Regions from separate parts of the Mus musculus genome. Here all the other regions are linked to region 3. A link is a contact called in public Hi-C and HiChIP or PLAC-seq data. All regions are on one chromosome and are shown on one strand. The core of a region is the stretch at or near the end of the contact, and the rest is flanking DNA. Distances in the headings are between cores, read along the strand shown.

Region 1 (3,737 bases), core at 778-3,277, 770 kb after region 3:
TGCCTGGAGAAGAAGCCAAGAGTTCTACATCTTGATCTCAAGGCAGATAGGAGGAAGTGCTCTTCTGCAATGGGTGGAGTCTCAGCATAGAAGGAAACCTCCAAAGTCCATGCCCATAGTGACACACTTCCTCCAATAGGGCCACACCTCCTAAAAATACTACTCCCTATGAGCCAACCATATTCAAACCACCACACCACCAAAATCTTCATGCTACTACTGCAACAGTGAACACATCTTGTTAGTGGCACCGTATAATAACATGCAGTGTTCAGGGCTGGATAAGACCATTGATGTCTTTTGTTTCCCAGCAGCTTGCATAATAATTTGTGACACTATATATATAAAATCTATCCATCAGGGAAATAGTTTTTGGTCAATGTAGAGTTGATTTTTTTTTTTATGTCTTGCATTCAAAATAAATAATATCTTCAGTAGCAGGTTCTGTCAATCTAGTTACAGTGGACAATCAAGAGTAATAGGATGATTGATTTTGGAGACTAGGGCTGTCTTAGTCAGGGTTTCTATTCCTGGACAAAACGTCATAACCACGAAGCAAATTGGGGAGGAAAGAGTTATTCAGCTTATACTTCCATACTGCTGTTCATCACCACAAGAGACAGCATTTGTAATTCCTACTGGAGCTTTGAGGAGTTGACTGCCTGTTGAGCTTGCTTTGCTATTCAATCCAGCTGAAACAAAGGATGGGTCTGTGGGGTTTCCCTATTTAAACACAGAGCTGAAAATAAAACTTTGAGCCTTGATCAGAAACCTTTGTCTTGCCTCCATCCTTCTCTCACACACCCATCCTTTTTTATTTCCAGCCTCCCTTTCAGGTACTTATTTCACCCATGGCTGCTGGACAGCTACATATCTCCTATCTTTCCATGTCACCTGTATCTATTCTCTTCCCTAACTATTTCCTTAGAAAATCATGTTTCCCTAAACTTTTTGAGGCACCATTTGTTTGGTTTAATCTTTTGGCCAACATTTCATTTCCACATGCCCCACTTCTATATTTAAGGCTTTCCACTAAAGTGTGAACTCTTTCTACTTTCATTGAGCCCACTTTTTACTATCACCTATTCCTTAAAGCTTCCACCCCAGGGAAGCTGGTTATAAACTCCCAGAGACTATTATTACTTCAATATTCTGCTTCCATGGCTTATCTTTCCTTTACATTTACTGCTTACCTCATTAATTCCTGGTTGTCTCAGGTCTCAAATACCCTCCCCTTACACAGAAATCTGTCCTGTCCTCCCAAGGCCATTATTTATTTAAGGCCATTAAGGATTTATTCCTTGTGTGTGCTGTACTACTCTTGTGCTCAGACAAAAAAATTATGGAACTATCTTGCTTTGATATCAATGCCTGGTTTTTTCTTCCCCCCGCCCTCTAAACTATTTTTTTTTCTTTCTTTAATGTCTGGGTTATTTATGTCCCCAGAACTTTATCCCATGTAATATACTATTAATAAATGTAGATTAATGAATAACCTGGAATTATTTGATAAGTAATCTTTACTAAAATGTTAATGTCCTTTCCTTAGAGAAATTTGTCTTTTATTAGAAAAGGGCAGAAAATTTTAGATTTTTACCATTAATGAGCTGCTGGGAACCCTAGTTTACTAATTTATTCTTTTGGCTTACAGGTTATCAAGTATCTTGTTTGGGTCTCAGGGGTTTCCTGAGACATGGACAAATTGAAATGGTCTGCCACTCTAAATTTAGATCAACCACATCAGAACATGCTGTTCTATTTGCACAAAAATGAAAATAACTGGTATCATTTTCCTTTCTTGAAACTTCAGAAAAAATGTGTATTGTTTATTTGGCATGCAGTTATGACCACATACCTAATAGAAAACAACTTGAAGAAGTAAAGGCTCATTTGACTTACAGTTTCAGGATGTAGTCAATCACAGTGAGAGAAATATGGCTGCAGAAGTGGAAGGCATTTGATTACAGTGCACAGGAAGTAAGAAGGTGGAGAGACTAAACAAGAAGTGGAGTGAGGCTATGAAATCTCAAGGCCTACTCCCAGTGACTCACATCCTCCATTGATGTTCAGCCTCCTAAAGATTTAACAACATTCCCAAATAGCTCTGCCAACTGAAAAAAATGTGTATTGAAACCAAAATGCTCAAAGGCATGACCTTGTGGTGCATATTTCACATTCACAATACAATGTGCTGCTCTTGGTGTCCATGAAGCAGTGAAGCAAAATTCATACGTTCTACCTTTAAAAGTCCCAGCAGTCCCCATTATACTAACACTGGCCAAAGGTCAAAGGACAAAGTCTCCTTAGACTCAAGACAACCTCTTTATTTTTAGTCCCCATAGTGTAAAGAACAAGTTGCATAGGTTTAATATTCTGTGGGACAAAATAAACATTCCCATCCCCCAAAGGGAGAATTGGGGCATAGTAAAGAAAGCTTGCACCAAATCAAGACCAAGATCCAGGAGAGAAACGCCAAATCCTTCAGCTCTCTGCAATCTGGGACTCCTGTTGGAATCTTCATGAATGCAAAGGACTTTAGTAATAGTACATCTCCAGCCCCATTCCTCCAACTCTGGTGCCTGTAGCACATACATCCTTCCTTTTGGGCCAGTTGTTTTCTGTGTATATACCTTTTTTTTCAGTAGAAATCCCATGGTCCTGGCATCTCTGCTATCCTGGAGTCTCTTTGGAAACCAAGGCTGAACCTTCACAACTTCATGTAATGGTTTTTCAAGGCCCCCTTTTAGGCCTAAACTCTCCCTATACAATACATAGCCTCAATAGCTCTCTGGAATTGTATAACAAGACACATAACCCCTCAATCTTGCATCAAAACCAATATTATTTGAAGGAAGCTACTGAGTTCTGTTGCCAAAAACTATGCAAGCCTGCAGATACTTTGGTGGCTGCTTCTGCAAAATTACTTCCCTAGGCAGTTGTTTACAACAGGGAACACCTTTTATGACATTCTCAATTTATACTCTTTCTTTTCAAATAAATGTGCATTTTAGTAGGTTTGAGTTTTTGATCAGTGGAGTCTTGACCTGAGGGTAAGTTTCTCATTGTTCCAGAACATATATAGCAGAGGCTTTCTCTTTAATAGGTCTAGTTTCTTTAACAATTACAACCTCTTTTCTAGCTTTAAACTCATGCTTTCTTCCTCAACAAACTATACTTTTAAAATGTTCTTAATGCCAGACTTGTACCTCAATTTCATTATAGATCTGGATAATGACAATAAGAAGTACTGCCATATGACCACCTGAATGCTATCCTGCCTTGAAATTTTCTCTGCAAAACACATTGACCTGTTTCTTTCAAGTTCAGCCTCATTCAAGTTCCCAGGATAGAAGCAGAATGAAGACAGATTGTCAGGATATCACCTGAATGGCCTCTAGCCCAGATCCCAGTAGGATCATGTTCCTCTCTGAAGCCTCATGAGTTGGTCTTCCATTGCTGGTATTTCTCTCATTCTTCTTGTCTATGAAACTCCTCTGAGGTGGCCAATTAAGTTCTATTCATGGCATTTTAGGGCTATTCTAGTTCAATGTTCCAAACTTCTGCATTAGTCTTACAAACTAGCTCCAAATGTCTATGAACAACATGGTCAGTTTTAGTGCAGCAACAAACCTATTTCTTGGTACCCATTTTCAATATTAATTACATTTTTTTTTGTTGCTGTTACTGTGACCAAATACTTCTAAGAAGCAAGAATTAATTTTGTTTCATTTGGGAGG
Region 2 (3,455 bases), core at 585-3,084, 720 kb before region 3:
GCTTCTCATCAGGTAGATGAGGGTCATCCTCAACTTGAAATTCCCCTGCTTCAACCTCCTGAATGTTGTGGTACCTGGCTGATTTTGCAGAAATTTAAGATTTTTACTCCATATTGCATGTGGCCTTTGGAAAGCCAGAACTAATGAATGTTTTTCTTAAGCTCATTCGGCAGACTTGTTCCTGTCAGTACAATTTCTGTTGTCATCTGCTCTGCAGTATCATGCCCAGGTCCCAACTCAATACCCTCTCAGAAAACCTATGAAAAACAACTTATCTCTTTATTGCTTATGACACTAATATATTTAGTGTACTGCTGTGCCTAAGATGGGGACTTAAAATATACAGTCAATGTCTAGTAGTTGAATTGCAAAGGACATAGTTGTTGGATGGGAATGTGTTATGTTCAGGGTATTTAATTAATAGCTTTTTGTGCATTCTTATTCCATTGTAAAAATTGCAGCTTTTCTTCAAGGGGGAAAAAAACCATCAACTAGATTCTCTCAGTTGCACATTTGAGGAAGACTTTAACATCCAGTCTTCAGGACACCACAGGGAAAATGCAATTTCCTTGTATTCTGAGAAAGGTCCAGTAATAGACTTCAGTAAATACTATTTCTAACCAAAACTTTCCTCTCTGAACATTTGCCCTTACATTATTCATTTATTCACCACGGAAATGATTTGGAAGCCCCAAGGTCTCACTGTGACTCCCTCCGTTTATTTTATGGTATCAAAGGTTAGAAGCTGGATTGCAATCACAGGAGAAAATTAATTCAATGATTAAGAAAAATGCACTTTAAGCAATACACATTTAAATAACTGACAAGCATCGAGCCATGTTTCTTTCCTGCCTTTCTTCTTTTAAATCTTTTTTTTTTCTATTTGAGATTTTTTTAGCAGCTACAATTCTTCCTTCCAATAGCCTCAGGAAGCATAGCATGAATTACTAATAGAACAGAACCAATCTGCAGTGCAGTGACCACTTTCAGAACAAAAGGGTAAGAGCTGACACAAGGAAAACAGATTTATTTAACTGCATGCCCACCCCTCCACCCAAGGAAAAAATATCAACAACAGCTAGTGCTAGAAGGGGATTTGGACCTTAGACCTTGACTCTACTTGGGGAGGGGGGGAAGCAATATTTTACCATTCTCCACTGAAGGCAGTTGACCTCAGAGATTCCACTTTCAAATAAAAATATTCGTTTGTATTCTACTTTGGATCTTTAGTTAAAAATAATCTTCCACATTGGAACTTAGGAAACCATTAATTACAAAAGATATACTCTAGAAAAAAAAATTTGCCTCCTAGCTAAATTTCTCTTTAGAATCAATATGAGTGAGGAAAGAGAAGAAGGAAGGCAGCTCTAGAATAAAGGAAAGTGGTCTAACCAAAAGGTTATGAATCCTCACCCCCATCTAAACGCACTGGAAGAGGGTCTCAGGGTCCTCAGTGTTCGACATCACACTTTTATCCTAGGATTCCACCCTTTTCCACCTTCTCTAACTTACAATCCAGGGAAGCCTATAGGAAATAACTAATAGTCTACTGATTTGAAAAATAGACAGGAAATCAGAGGAAACTCAGAAGGAGGGGGAGAGAAGCCACACAGCAGCTAGGGTGGCTTTGAGGCGAGGAAATAGATCCATATATTGTATGAGATTTGAGGTTTCTTCCTCACCTTTAGGTCCTGGTGAAATGGTATGTGTGGCACAGACTTCTGCAGCTGATCGACTATCAACATCCAGACCCAGACTCTGAAAGTGCAAGAGAGCTAGCAGCAACAGCATGGATAGGTTGCTTCGAAGCAGGACTCTAAAGCCATTCATGACTGTGATTCTTCAACAGAGGGTCTCCAAGACACACGAAATAAACAGCATTATTTTTTTTTTAAAGTAAAACCTTCTGCTACAAACTAAAACAAGGAGGTATCTGGAAAGTACATTCCAGAAATGGCTGCAAAGGCAAGCAAGGAGGCATTCCCTTGGTTGTTTACTTTCTCAGGATCCCAAATGGACCATACATTGTCCAGACTGTTTCTTTTCCAATGACAACAGTTTATTGAAAATTATCTCTAAACTAAACACTCAGATATTCAGGTCAGTGCAAACCTCTCCATAAGCAGAGAGTACAGAGCTAACTGGTGCTTAGACCTCCAGCTGGCTCTGTAGTTTGCATTGAGTTGAATTCTGGGAGTGATGGGGAGGTTGTGACCTGAGATTTCTGCACATTTTGCAAGCATCAGGCATGGCTTTGAGTTTCTCATAATGGAGTGCTCGTGACTGAATGTGGCAGTTGATCACAGATGTTGTTAATAATTTCTATGACATACCTCTTTCTCTTGAGAGCATAAATTACCCTGAGAGTAAGCTCCAAATGAATGAATTTTTTTCTGTAAGTCAATCTGGTAATAAGAATGAAAGCTATTAAAAATGCATATAATTATGGTCTGGCACTTGTCCTTCTAGCACACTATCTCAAGGAAATAACATAAAATGAAGACAGCTTTATTTGGAAAATGGGACAAGATAGGAACAGATATGATTTGTCTCTCTCCACAATAATAGCTGACAAGTTATGGTAAAATACAAATATGTGCGTGTGATGTTTGTAGCAAGTTCTTTACTTAATTGTGGAGAAAGTGTCCAATTATATTTCTTAAATGACAGATGATTTTTATATAGACTGTATGGATTTGAGACAGACGGGTAGACATTATGGTGATCGAGGTCCCTGTATTTCTCTGTATATCTGTATTCTCATCTAACAGTGTGTTTCACTATGAACAGTCTAGATTTGATTGTAACTTATTAGAAAATTAGAATCAGTCATTTACATTGAAAAGACCTTTTCTATTCTTTTTAAAATTTGTGTTTCGCTGTATCTTTCCATGTCCCTACCCCTCACTTCCTTTCTAGCCCCTTTCCCTCTTCCCCATCTTCCTCCTCTTCTTCCCCCTCCTCTTCCTCCTCCTCCTTCCCCTGTGCGCTCTCTCTCTCTCTCTCTCTCTCTCTCTCTCTCTCTCTCTCTCTCTGCCCTGTGTGAAGAAGTCGACATTAGTTGTCAATCAAGTGCTCTCTACCTTATTTTCTGCTATAATGTCTTACTGTACCCAAAACTTGCCAACTTGGCTAGGGTGACCAGCCAGGACGTTCCTAGGGCCTCCTGTTTCCATATCAAGCACTGGGATTACAGGTACTGGGATGCCACTGTGTCCAGATTTTTTTTTTTTTAACATGGGTGACGGGTATCAAACTCAGGTACTCATGCTTTTATGGAAAACACTTTACCAACTGATTTATCTCCCTAGGCTCTTATATTCTTTATTATTGAGTTATTATATTAATAGATCTACTATATAGAATTGGATAAAAGGCATTCCAAAACCATTCCTTGGTTTGGAAATGAAATTCTTACAGGTACGACTGAGATAGTCCCTAAGAGACATCATTAC
Region 3 (3,802 bases), core at 428-2,927:
TAATTTATCTAATTCTGTTTCAGCATCTACTTATATCTTACAGTGTGAGAAAATAATAACATTTCTCCTCATTGTGAATATCCAATATTTTGGTCCTTTCATTTTCAGAGGATTTTTTTTCCCTCTGTGTTGTCCATTTGTTTACTTACTGAATATCTCATAGCTATTTCTATTGAAGTTTAATTATTTACCGATTAACCAAATAATTTGTAATTTATTATAAATTGCTAATTTACAAATCATTCATTACCTACTAATTGTTCAATTATCTTTAAATTAGTGCTCATTAATTTACTCAATAAACATTTGCCCAGCTATTACTGGAGGGCCAGCTCCGGGAGAATGGAGACACAGAGAAGACTAAGAAAGAGACAGGACTCATTGTTCGAGAATGGAGCTCTGTTCTGAAGCTGGGTGGTTACTAGGAGGACTCTCATAATGTAGTTTCCTTCACTAACCCCATTCTGCAGAGCTCCATTTTTTCCTTAATCCATAGTTTTTCCCCCAAAAAACATCATGGGCCACATTTCTAAACACTTCTTTAAATATGCAAATGTTCTGAAAAAAATCAAAATACAAACACAGTAGGTAACTCATTAAAATAAAATTGGAGTTTTACATAATCAAATAGTCTTCAGTGATGATTCTGCGAATGCATGTAGATGGTATGTATTTGAGGCGATGGTACGTATTTGAGATGGATGCTACAGCGAGGGCAAGCAAGCCTGGAGAAGTCAAGCAAGGTCCTGTTGGCTGAGAGGTTCTCCTCTGATTCTATCATATGTTGGTTGTCCTCAGTAGCACTTGGCCAGGTTAGCCAAGCCTCAATAAATGAATCTGTATGCCAGAAAATGGTTTGATTTTCACTTAGGACAATCTCTACAATCTGGAATTTTGGCAGCTGTACCATTTAGCTCAACAAGCTCTATGTTATTTTAGATGAAGCCCAGTCTCGGCTATTTGATTCTGTTCACGTTTAAAGGTTTCTTTGAATCCAGCTGACTCCCAAGGGCCTGTTAGAGGCAACTGAATAGAAGGGCAATGTCACTAATTATTCTGTACCAGAATTTGAGTGATGTTCCCTGACTTGGAGGGGTTGAGGGGGAGGCGGTAGGGATGGAAGCATTGTCTGGTCAAAGTTCTTTCCCTAATCTATTAGCTTAATTAATAGTAACAATTACTGTAGTTAGTAATCAGGATGCTAATCTATTCTTATAATGTTTTCTGTTTTTCTTTACGTCCCACTTTTCAATGTCATCGCACTGGTTAAGATGAGTAACTGTGTCTTTGTTTCCACTTCAGTAGAGCTGTTAAATTAGTGAACCCAGGTTCCCTGATTTGCTAGAAAGAAAATCTGATTTCTCCTTTTCCTTTTACAACTCCGTCCACTGATGTCTGTGCTTTGCTGAGATGTGGGGAATGTCTAAGAAAAAAAAATAGCCATCCAGAGAGAAGGGAAGGGGCACACTGAACGAATGACATTGAACCATAACTGCCATGGAAGGCCTCTCTTCCTCTCTTCGCTCTCACACGGGACAGGCAGACAGTTTGAGTCAGAGCTGCCACTTCTGCACATGGAATGTGTCCAGGAGACTTGGCTGTTCCACATGTGTGGGCAGATTGGACAGCTCATCCTTAAAACATACTTAGGAATGGAGACTGTTTATCCTAGAATGGGTTACTAAAAGCCGTAGGCTAGAAGGAAATGTAATGCTACCAAAACCTCATCAAGAGTCACCTTCCTGGTATGCTCATCTTGAACAAAGAGCAGAAGCTACACATTCTCCTTTAGTCAATTTTTTTTTCCAGTTAAGTACAACCTTTTGTCAAAAAGTGGTTTTGCCTTTCTGTTATTTTTATAACATAAAGTAACTGATTATCCCTAATAATGTACATGTACACTCAAGGATTATCTTGTTATCTTTATCCTTTAAAGTAGTTTATCCTCAAATTATCCGAATGCAAAAGGAAGCATGGCCATGGTGGCCGTGTGCATCTTTATATCTGTCTTGTTCTGGGAGGGTACAAACTAAAACATAAAAGATCTGAAATACAGAGCTGTGTGGTGGTTCTCAATCTGTTTGAGAAATTATCCTTGGAAGAAATATTTGCGAAGGATTATTTACCTGCTTTGTCCTAAAGACTTCTCCTCAGTCTTTGTGGGCAGGACACTAGATGGTGAGTAGTTTGCAGTTCTCTTGAGTTCCTCCAGGGGGAGCAGTTACACCAACTAACGGTAGAGTTGGCTTTGCAATAGCTTTCTATAGAGTGATAATTAACATATGCAGAGAAAAGGTTTGTTTAGACCCACATTTTGAAGATTCAGTACAGAAGTAGGCAGACCCATTGCTTTGATCTTCTGTGGGTAGACCAAAGGATGGGGAACACTGGACAGAGCATCCACGCATCACTTACCTAGAGAGCAAAGCTGGGCAAAGGCGGAGGTTCCACAGTCACCTTGAGGGTACATGACAATGACCTACGATCAGGCTCCTGTTCCCACCTTTTAAAACTACCATCTCTGAACAGCGCCACTCGTGCAGCTACGTGAGATGGGATGAGAGACGCTAGTAATATTCTTTTAAAAAGAAATTTCTCCTTAGTCACACTGGACTCTAAATTGATCAGCTTGCTGTCCTTCTCTGTTCCAGAAGTGTGATCGACCTGGTCAGTGTCCCTGCAAACTCTAGAACACTCTGCTAGCTAGGCCTTAGGTACGTAGTATTCACTGGGACATTCTGTGGTGATAGAACCTAACCTTAGCAGTGCAGGCTTATGGAAAATATGAAGGGATTACCTCCCCATTTAAGGGGTCTCCAGTGGTCTTCCTCATCTATACCATGAACCCCACCCTTTAATATAAAGCTACTTTTAGTAATAGAATATATATTGAGCCTAACATTTCAAAATGAAAGGGCTGGTTGAATTCTATTCAAAGACTTCCAGAGTAAGAGTAAAGGTCAGATACTAAGTGTGCTAAATTGAGATGGATTAGGTATGAAGTAGACTATTTCTCAGACTGATGCTGAAAAGCTATAAAGGTATTCCCCACTCCTTTCTTTCTTAAAAATGGTAGGTGAATACTGAAACGTCACTAAGATGTTGTAGATTTGTTGTTGTTGATGATGATGATGATTTTCTTAAGACAAGAGTTCCATGTATTCCATGTAGTCAGGAATGTCCTTGACCTTCTGATCTTCCTGCCTCCAGCTACTCAATGTTGGGACCATACATGGATGTAGTGTTTCAAATAGAACCAAGGGCTTTGTCTGTGTTTGGCATGCATTTTGCCAACTAAGTTACCAGCCCAAACCCATGTTTGGCAGGTAACTGTTCTCAACCTCTCCTTTTACTTCACACATAATAATTTTCTACTGGACAGAGTTGAAACAATGAATTAATAGTAATTTTTCTCTTTACAATTCTTGAAAATAAAGTGCCCTTCCTTGGAAACTGCAATCTTAGAGGGAAAATGGTCTTGTATTCCGACTCAGAATACAGTAGGAAGATGTCTGTAGAGAATAAATGTTTGCAAACTCTTTATTTAAGTGTGCTTTAACCAAACACCTAGTAAGAGTTGCAGTTTATTAATGAGTTGCAAAATTTCCAAGTTGGGAAATACAGCTATGCCAATGATTCATCATTTGGCAGACAGTCAAGCCTGACAGCCATTGTTTAATAACTTTTTATCCATTAAAAACTCTGATTCACTGCAAACATCCGAGATTTCAGCAGATTACCCCCCACCTCTTGACCCTGCACCAAATTGCTCAATTATGTTCTATAAAGAGTTTTTATTATT
Region 4 (3,335 bases), core at 713-3,212, 690 kb after region 3:
TACTGAACAGGTCCACTTCCCCCATATCCTAATAACCTCTCTCCTACTACCTCTGCCGAGTGGTGAGCTAGAGAAGAAGTTGAACCTTTATTGAAAGTAGGTTGCAAAAAATTTATGCCTACATTTTTGTGCATCGGCCTTGTTTTAATATCAGACATTAACTATGTAAGGCAGGATCTATGGAAAATAAATATTAGCTGATTAAATAAAAAGTTCTGGTTGCATATACAGTTACCAAACCTGGACACTATTGTGGGTGCCAACAAGTGCTTTCTGACAGGAGCCTGATATAGCTGTCTCCTGTGAGGTTCTGCCAGTGCCTGACAAATACAGAAGTGGATGCTTGCAGTCAACCATTGGACCCAACAGAGGAGCTAGAGAAAGGACCCAAGGAGCTGAAGGGGTTTGCAGCCCCATAGGAGGAACAACAATATGAACTAACCAGTACCCCCAGAACTCCCAGGGACTAAACCACCAACCAAAAAGTACACATGGAGGGACCCAGGGCTCCAGCTGCATATGTAATTGAGGAAGGCCTTGTCTGACACCAATGGGAGGAGAGGCTCTTGGTCCTGTGAAGGCTCGATGCCCCAGTATATGGGAATGCCAGAATAGGGAGGCGGGAGTGGGTGAACAGGGGGAGGAGTGATGGGATATGGGGCTTTCAGAGGGGAAATCAAGAAAGGGGATAACATATGAAATGTAAATAAAGAAAATATCTAGTAAAAAAAAGAGGCAAAATAATGATACTAAAAAAAAAAAAGTCCTAGTTGCTGTCCACTCAAGGGTGGAGACCATGATTGGATGTATAGGAAATGTTATGGCATACTTGTAAGTGTTAAGTGTGCAGAGAAGCACAAGTTAGGTGTTTCTTTGATAGAAAATCAATCTATAGGGGAAAAGAAGACTCTTTTGTGTTTAATTTTACTAAAGCTCTGTGGTGCTCCATTTAATAAATCTGGGACCCACAAGAAATCAATCACCAGATGAGACGATGTTCACACTAAACTTTCTCTGTATCAGGCAGAGGATGTCCTGTTTGTGTAAGAGAAGAGGAGGTGGTCTCTTCCATCTTTTGGAGTAATCCTGGAGTAGATTATCATGTGTAAACTATCTGGGAGACAAGCTACACTGAATATTGTTACGTCCACTAAACATTAAAGCATCCACATGGCCAGTGAAGGGCCAAAAATTGTTCAACTTATGATAATTATTGAACACATCTATAGTATTGGGTATTACTCAGATTGTCTTGCTTAAAAAGCCATTTTATCTGCTCAATTCAAGAAAATAGGTGCTGTTATGGATATCATTTTATTGCTGAGAAAACTAAGGTTACATAAACTAAAATAACTTTCCTAGGATCACTTTGTTGATAAATGGTGTTTGTTATCATTAGGGTTTACTGCTATGGACAAATACCATGCCCAAGGCAACTCTTTTAAAGACAATATATAATTGGGGCTGGCTTACAGGTTCAGAGGTTCAGTCCATTATCATCAAGGCAGAAGCATAGCAGTATCTAGGCAGATATGGTGCAAGAGGAGCTGAAAGTTCTACATCTTTGTCTGAAAGCTACTAGAAGACTGGCTTCCAGGCAGCTAGGACTAGGGTATTAAAGCCCATGTCCCCAGTTACACACCTATTCCAACAATGCCATACCTCATAATAGTGGCACTCCTGGCCCAAGAATATACAAACCATCATAATGGTATTAGGATTTAGATTCAGGATGTTTGTCTTCAGAGCCAGCTCTCTTGTTAGATGCTCGGAAAATTCTCATGTTCAAGGCTAATATAAGAAGCAAGACTAGATCATTTACAAGAAGGAAGATTGAGAAATATTAAAAGAGAAAAACAGCTCAGGGAGCAAGAAATGATATAAATTAGAGCAAATGAATCATGACTGTGGCATGAATGATGCAACATATTGGAATACAGTTCTCTCTTTGAAGGCAAATGATGTGAAGTTTGTTTAAGGAGGTTGGTTCTAATAGCTTAAAGTTGATGTCTGGGGCTGGACGGTATCTGACGTCATATAATTTACTGTCTAGCTGAGAAGAGAAGAATTATATTTGGATAACATTAGTAAATTATACAGGAGAGCAAATACATCACGGCAACTGAATGAGTACTATGGGTTAGACAGAGATCACATGAGAGGTCTTTTTCTCTGTGGTCATCATTTTGGGTTCACAGAGTCTGGCAAACTGAGAATTGCTTCCTCCAGAGTCAGAAGTTCTGAGTGCCAGGGAATAGCTGTCTCTGTGGTCTACAGTATTATATTTATGAATAATACTTTGAGAAGGCCTGTAGAGCATCTCTGGCTTGTCAAGATGAGGCAAACACAGCGATCCTGCTCTGGGGCCTCCACAGCCTGTTTGTACTGTTACCTGATGCTGGCAGTGGGGCTCTTCTTGATGGCCTCCTGTGAGAAGACTTGATTCCCTACTGTATTTGGCTGTGACAGCGGTCCTGTGGGTGGCTCCAGTATTAAGTTTGGAACAGAGGAAGTGTTGCAACACAAGCCAAGAATTGAATTTTATTTTTACAAGCTGCTTTTTATGGAATTGAATCTCTGTGACCCTCCCTGGTTACAAGAGGCTCACATTGGTGTAAGGGGCGGCTTGCATATCCTTCAATGGCAGGTAGATATTCTAACTATCCTCATGAGAGAGCACTTCCTTTGGGGAGCATCTTTAAATCTCGTGAATGATTTATTTTGGCATCTTTCCCCGCCACTATGTTTTAGCAGCACAGTCAGCTTTATGGGACAGGTAGATTGCTTTGCTTTAGAAGGAAGAGGTCTATCTCATTACTGCACATTCCAGTGTCCTTCTTCTCCATGAGAACCCAGGCTATGGCAGTTCAAATATAAATATGAGAAGTGGGGCTGATGGAGCAAATGAGGACTATCCCAAGCTTTCCTTGTGTCCGTGAGTAAAGGATTTGTTCACCTTCTGTTTCAGAATCTCCTTGGTAACTTAACCCAAAATCAAAACACCCTTCAGAAGATCCTGGCAAAGGAAATTATGCACTCATTAGCTTATAAAACAAAGTGGAAATGAAGAGGAAAGGGCAGAAGTCCCAGCCTCACTCTAACTCCTGACTCGACTCCCGTGGCTGGCTTTTGTTACTGGTGCTTTGATTTGGAGAAGTTATGTGCACTGGTGATTGAGAAATCAAGGAGAGACCATTTCAGGAGTTCTCAGGCTACATGACTTACTGTGAGTGAATAGACATGTGATATCTGTTTCCACCAACTGTAGCATGGAGCACCTGATCCAGCTCCAGGAAGGCTAAAGGCAAGGTCAATGTATGAATGCTGGTGACAGA

Evidence for each region. HiChIP or PLAC-seq counts read pairs in DNA pulled down with a chosen protein or histone mark. Hi-C and Micro-C count contacts between places; a contact is called where the count stands out from the background.
Region 1: a contact with region 3 is called in a CTCF HiChIP or PLAC-seq map of the NIH/3T3 cell line, with 9 read pairs. The contact joins two enhancer-like sites. A contact is called at or near these places in 2 of 15 datasets of contacts at CTCF or cohesin (the NIH/3T3 cell line and large pre-B cells) and 11 of 484 Hi-C or Micro-C datasets (the C2C12 cell line, adipose-derived mesenchymal stem cells, embryonic fibroblasts and 8 more).
Region 2: a Hi-C map of embryonic fibroblasts shows a contact between it and region 3, with 4 times the contacts expected there. The contact joins the promoter of Colec10 here to the enhancer-like site in region 3. A contact is called at or near these places in 11 of 39 promoter capture datasets (the 3T3-L1 cell line, 3T3-L1-derived adipocytes, the HPC-7 cell line and 7 more) and 3 of 484 Hi-C or Micro-C datasets (cerebellar granule neurons, embryonic fibroblasts and uterus).
Region 4: a CTCF HiChIP or PLAC-seq map of the NIH/3T3 cell line shows a contact between it and region 3, with 8 read pairs. The contact joins two enhancer-like sites. A contact is called at or near these places in 3 of 15 datasets of contacts at CTCF or cohesin (the NIH/3T3 cell line, large pre-B cells and pro-B cells) and 2 of 484 Hi-C or Micro-C datasets (adipose-derived mesenchymal stem cells and bone marrow-derived macrophages).

The regions. Positions count from the first base shown.
Region 1 is chr15:52,920,796-52,924,532 of GRCm38.p6, reverse strand. All of the region lies in intron 3 of Gm41323 (a long non-coding RNA gene), which reads left to right. Among named protein-coding and RNA genes, the nearest start is that of Gm41323, 11 kb to the left of the region's middle. Within about 2 kb of position 2,027, at least 18 of the 459 cell types and tissues checked have an H3K27ac peak or open chromatin away from gene starts, as enhancers often do. A contact at or near this core is called in the C2C12 cell line, the NIH/3T3 cell line, adipose-derived mesenchymal stem cells and 3 more, where this site is marked.
Region 2 is chr15:54,409,153-54,412,607 of GRCm38.p6, reverse strand. It overlaps Colec10 (collectin sub-family member 10), which reads right to left and starts at 1,834. Exons shown (of 6, transcript NM_173422.3): 1 at 1,683-1,834. The coding sequence starts at 1,830.
Region 3 is chr15:53,687,271-53,691,072 of GRCm38.p6, reverse strand. All of the region lies in intron 3 of Samd12 (sterile alpha motif domain containing 12), which reads left to right. Among named protein-coding and RNA genes, the nearest start is that of Mir28c, 75 kb to the right of the region's middle. Within about 2 kb of position 1,677, at least 51 of the 459 cell types and tissues checked have an H3K27ac peak or open chromatin away from gene starts, as enhancers often do. A contact at or near this core is called in the C2C12 cell line, the NIH/3T3 cell line, adipose-derived mesenchymal stem cells and 4 more, where this site is marked.
Region 4 is chr15:53,000,763-53,004,097 of GRCm38.p6, reverse strand. No RefSeq gene overlaps it. Among named protein-coding and RNA genes, the nearest start is that of Gm41323, 69 kb to the right of the region's middle. Within about 2 kb of position 1,962, at least 31 of the 459 cell types and tissues checked have an H3K27ac peak or open chromatin away from gene starts, as enhancers often do. A contact at or near this core is called in the NIH/3T3 cell line, where this site is marked.